Linked DNA regions of Astyanax mexicanus: region 2 is linked to region 1. Evidence: chromatin contacts called from public Hi-C data. All regions are on one chromosome and are shown on one strand. The core of a region is the stretch at or near the end of the contact, and the rest is flanking DNA. Distances in the headings are between cores, read along the strand shown.

Region 1 (2,946 bases), core at 331-2,830:
ATGCGAGAAAACTTCTAATAACACTCAGATAATACTGTTTAACAATTTAAATAGAATATTTAAAATAAGTGTACAAAAGGTATTTTAATTTTCTTGCGTTCTGTAAACTTTGGGGGTTCCCTTTCTTTTCAATGTATTTTGTTTTGTTTTTGTATTCTATATAGATCATATCATAACTGTGTTTGCATGTCACATATGAAAAAAGAAATTAATATAAACAAAAAACAGTCAATGATTTGGACACACCTTAAATTCAGTATTTTTTTTGTTCCCCGATTTAAAACATGTTTGCATTGTAGATTATTAATAAGTGTTACACAATCCAGAACATGTTTTATATTTTAGAAACTACAAAGTAGATACCTCTTGTTTGAGTTTCTTGCCCTCCTGATGTGTTTGAGAGCATCAGTTGTAAAGTTGTGAAGAGGTAGAGTTGGTATACAGTGAACAGCCCTATTTGAGTAACATTCTAATCCATATTATGGCAAGAAATACTAAACTAAGTAAAGAAAAAATACTTACAAAATGTCAATGCAAAAAATGAAAGAACTTAAAAACAGAAGTGCAGTCCCAAAGACCATTAAAATATTATGATGAAACTTGTCTCTCATCAGGACCCCGGAAAGAAAGACCAAGAGTTATCTCTGTTGCACAGTATGAGTTCATTAGAGTTATCAGCCTCAGAAACCACAAGATAACAGCACCCCCGATGAAAACCCTAATGTCAGTGTCTCAGCAAATAAGAATATTATAAAAGACCAATTGGTACTTTTGGCAGTGTGGGCCAAGTCCTGCTGGAAAATGAAATCTACACCTCCATAAAAGTTGTCAGCAGAGGAAAGGATGAGTTGCTGTAAGATTTTCTGGGAAAACACTGCACTGACTTTGGAATTAATAACACCAGCAGATGACATGACTCTCCAAACCATCACTGATTGTGGAAACTTCACACTAGACCTCAAGCAGTTTGGACTGTGTGTCTCTCCACTATTTCTCCAGACTCTGGTCCCTTGATTTACAAATGAAATGCAAAATGTACTGATGATCAGTGATGGTTTGGAGAGACAAGTCATCTGCTAGTGTCGGTCCACTGTTATATCTAGTCTGAAGTCAGTGCAGTGTTTTCCTGGAAAATCTTGCAGCAACTTTCCTCTGCTGACAACTTTTATAGAGGTGTAGATTTCATTTTCCAGCAGGGCTTGGCACACTGCCCACACTGCTAAAAGTACCAACTGCTCTTATATAATATTCACATTTTCTGAAACACTGAATTTTGGGTTTATTGGCTGTAAGCCATTAACAATAAAAGAAATAAACCCTTAAAATAGTGTCAATAACTGAAATAAAGTAACTTTTCAATTATATTAATTTTTTTTTAGATGCACCTGTACATTCAACAGACTCGGCTCGTCGAAACTCTCAGTTCTAGAGAGTCGATTCCCTGCAGTGAGTCGAGCATCCCGTCAGCATTACACAACTGCCTGTGTCGTTATATAAGCGGGCCACATAGCGAGCCAATGGCTGCGCGCCGTTCGCATCACGTGCACCTTGCGTCGCCCAGAAGTGGGCGGGCGGTAGCGCTCGGTGTGTTTTTTTTGTACTGAGCGAGAGGACGGTCGTGTCTGGGTCCGTCTGATCCATTCAGCTTTATAAAAGTATCTTTTTGATGGAGCTTAGTTTTCCTTTTGTGTGAGGTGACTTCGCCGTGTCGGCGCCCGCGCCGTTCAGGATGGGAAAGCGGAGTTTCGGGGAAAGACCGGCGGGGAGAGACGAGCGGCCGGGGAAGCTGAACTCGGCGCCGCAGGTCCTGAGAGAAGGAAGGGGGAGCTCGCCGGATTACGCAGAGCACAGTTTACTGGAGACTTCAGATCTTATATAAAACACTGAGGCGAACATTTTTACCTTCCTACGTTTTTACTTTCTCGTTTAAACAGACGTGAGGACTCGGGGCGAACGTTAAACCCGCTGTTGTTGTTGGTTGTTGTTCGGTTAACTTGACGCTACGTCGTGTCGGTTGCTTCGTGTTATTTGTTTATAGCCTGTTAGTAAGCTAGCTAGCTTATAACCTTTAGCTAACGTTAGGTAACTAACCTTGTTCAAACGCTAAGACTGAATAAGAAACACTTAGTTTTTTGTATTTAACAGCAAACCTAGTTTTGTTTGTAGGTTAACTAGATAAACTATAGCTAGGTAACAACTTTTTTTTTTTTACCAAATTAACACAAGCTAACTAGTTAACGTTAACTGTTGGACCGGTGTTCTGTCGAGTTATGCTACCCTTCAATATGTGCTTGTAACTGACACTGCGCATGCGCTGACACATTGTTTAGTTTTTTTCATTGGATGCATTTATTTAATTTTTTTCTAAAATTCCTCTTCGCGTTTGCGTTGAACATTTTCATTTTTTTGGGATTTGTGGCGTTTATCTTTTATCAAAATATCATCCCTACTGTTTAGTTTGGGTTTATTTAGATCCTCCTATGGATATACTTAAACTATGGTAGCACGCTTTAACAAGAAAACACAAATTGACAGGACACCGGAGCTTTCAGGGCCTTGATAACCTCACCTACCACAGTCACAGTTCAGCCTACACATGTAACTGAGAAACTTCAATGGCTTGGGCTGTGTTGTGCTATTTCTCTAGAGTAGATAGTGTTTATTTAGGTGTTGATATCATTGTTAATAACCGTTTTAATTCGGGTTTAAAGTGGTTAAGTAGTCCACGATAGTGTGAGCTGAGCTTAATTAAGGTTAGTGCTAGGCTAAAAGGAACCTTGACCTGCGATTGAGTTAGTTAACTAGATATTCAATTACATGACTGAAAGCTGCCAACTAAAAAATACTACATAGGTTGGCTAGCTAACTAAATAGCTAAAAACGTCTGCACTTTTTTAGTTTTTAAAAATTAATTTAGCTAGCTATTTAACTATTTTGTTCAATCAC
Region 2 (2,782 bases), core at 24-2,523, 36 kb before region 1:
CTCCAGGATTGTCTATTCATAGTAATAGATTGTCATCTATTACAGCACGTATTCCAGAACCTGAAGCAGCAAAGCAGCCCCAGACCATCATACAACCACCACCATGTTTTAAGTTCAGTATGATGTTCTTTCTCTGAAGTGATGTGTTAGTTTTACACCAGATGTAACGGGACACAGACCTTCCAAAAAGTTCCACTTTTGTCCCGTCAGTCCACAGAATATTTACCCTGGGAATCATCGAGATGTTTTTTGGCAAATGTGAAATGGGCCGTTTTGTTATTTTTGGTCAGCAGTGTTTTTTGCCTTGGAACTTTGCCTTGGAATATTCAACCAGTTTCTTATTTATTATTAAATCATTAACACTGACCTTAACTGAGAGTTAAGTGAGACCTGCAGTTCTTTAAATGTTTTTCTGGGTTCTTTTGGGACCTCCAGGATGAGTTGTCCATGCCCTTTTGGAGTAATTTTGGTCGGCCGGCCACTACTGGGAAGGTTCACCAGTGTTCCATGTTTTCTCCATTTGCTCTCTTTTTGACATATTTGATCTGCTTCATGTTGTCAGACAGGTTCTGTTTAAGTGATTTCTTAATTCCACATGTCTGGCAGTAATCAGGCCTGGTCGTGGTTAGTAGAGAAATTGTTCATTTATGGAGGGCAAACACTTTTTCACACAGGGCTAGATTGGCTTGAATATTTTTTTCCCCTTCATAAATAAAATCTTAATTAAAAAATAGCTTTTTATATTTACTCAGGTTATATTTGTCTTATATTACATTTTTTTGATCATCTGAAAAATGTAGGTATGTCAAAAACGCAAAAACAAAAGAAACCTGTAAGAGGGCAAATACTTTTTTACACCACTGTATAGTGTACTTATAGTGAAGGGGAGTATAGTGTATTTATTTATAGTACAGGTAAGTGAAAGCGATTCAGAATGTACTTTTATCCGGTTATATCTAACCACCCCCATACTCCCCCCTGTCTTTTACGTGTGAAACATGTTCCCATGGCAACAGTCTCTCTCTCTTTCTCTCTTTCTTTCTCATATTGCATGTGTTCTCCTTTCTGTTTTTCTCATGTGTGGATTTGTGATCTTCATTCATAACTCTGGGTATTTCTTACAGTCTTCCCACTCCCAGACAGTGTCCCACCCGCCCACGTGGTTTTATATAAGGAGTCCTCGGTCTCTGTTGCCTGAGTTCATTCACATGCAACAGGCAGAGACTGACCACCCCAGTGTGGAGGCCTTTGTCAGTGGTGGCATCGTCACGTGCGCATCCTCCGAGGCATGTGCTGCACCTGCTACAGTGGCGGTGGTCTGAGAACAGTGTGTTTAAGGGGGTGTTGGAGGTGTTGTGTAAAAGAGAATCTATTGTGTAGACTGAGAACAGGCCTCAGAAGACCATAAGACTTTAAATACTGCATTTAGGCAACTTAGAACTAATTTTATCATTAAGCCAAAAAAAAGAAAATTGTAATCAAATAAAAAAAGTGTGACATGCAAAAGTATTCACCCCCTATTACTCTGAAACCCCTTAATAAAATCCAGGGCAATCAATTGCCTTCAGAAGTCACTTAATTAATAGAGTCCGGCTAGGTGTAATTTAGTAATTGGTTTGTTGAGAACACTAGTGAATACACAGCATCATGAAGACCAAGGAACTCACCAGATTTATATCACAGAGCTAACAGTTCCATGGGAGAATTCAACCTAATTCAAATTTTGCACAACAAAAACTGTGCTACACACAACTGGCAGCAGATGCTCAACACTAACAGTTGTTTTAGGGTCTTTCTATACAACATCTTTACTGTGTAGCACTCCTATTGACCTTCTTTCCGTCTACCTGTTCAATAACTGTTACTTAGTACACCAGTGATGACTTTCTTCTTCAGAACATTCTAAACAGTTTTACTGGCTATAGCCAACATTTGTGCAATGGCTCTGATTGATTTTCTATCTTCTCTCAGCTTCACAATGTTTTTGCCGATAGACAACTCATTGTTTTTTATGTTGGCTACTCATTTAAATATAAATGCACTGTCTGCACAAAAAAAACAAATCTGAAACTAAGTGTAGCCATTTAACACTATTTGTTGTATGAATAATCAATGTAACAATGTACACACATGGGCAACAACACATTTGACAGTCACATGTTTCAATACTTTTTCTCATAAGAATAAGAGGTAGGTTCAGACAAAACGTGCTAGCTTCTGCAGACCCAAATGTTTTTTTTATTTTTCAAGTATTTTATAAGGGTACTGCATATGTATGAGTAAACGGGCTCGTCCAAGCAGAGGATGAAACAGGGTGATGAGAGCCCGTTATAAGGAATTACAGAATGAAAACATGCTTCATAAGAGAATGAGTCACATACAAAATAACACTTGACCTGAACAAGTGCCAAGAAAAACAGCATAAGAGGGTCTGCCCCATGACGAGGCAAATCACTAGTGCTGCACTATACAGTGAATTAATACTGCAATGTGGGCCATTGCAGAAAGACACTATAGATATGAGCAACTATAGTGCGAACTGATTTATATTATTTTCTCTTCACTCATTTATTTGCAGTGTTGGGCACGTTACTTTGAAAAAGTAATTAGTTATAGTTACTCGTTACTTCTCTAAAAAAGTAACTGAGTTACTAACGGAGTTACTCCACTATAAAAGTAATTAGTTACCAGTAAAAGTAACTATCGCGTTACTTTTTATTATTCGCCCGTCAAAAAAAGGAAATCAATTATGCATTTACTATTATTATTAGAAAAATAACAA

The links. Hi-C and Micro-C count contacts between places; a contact is called where the count stands out from the background.
Region 2: a contact with region 1 is called in a Hi-C map of muscle, with 10 times the contacts expected there. The contact joins the enhancer-like site here to the promoter of lonrf2 in region 1. A contact is called at or near these places in 2 of 3 Hi-C or Micro-C datasets (blood and muscle).

What each region holds. Positions count from the first base shown.
Region 1 is chr21:22,423,745-22,426,690 of AstMex3_surface, reverse strand. It overlaps lonrf2 (LON peptidase N-terminal domain and ring finger 2), which reads left to right and starts at 1,580. Exons shown (of 12, transcript XM_007259034.4): 1 at 1,580-2,946.
Region 2 is chr21:22,459,227-22,462,008 of AstMex3_surface, reverse strand. No RefSeq gene overlaps it. Among protein-coding and RNA genes, the nearest start is that of chst10, 11 kb to the left of the region's middle. Within about 2 kb of position 1,273, the one cell type or tissue checked has an H3K27ac peak away from gene starts, as active enhancers do.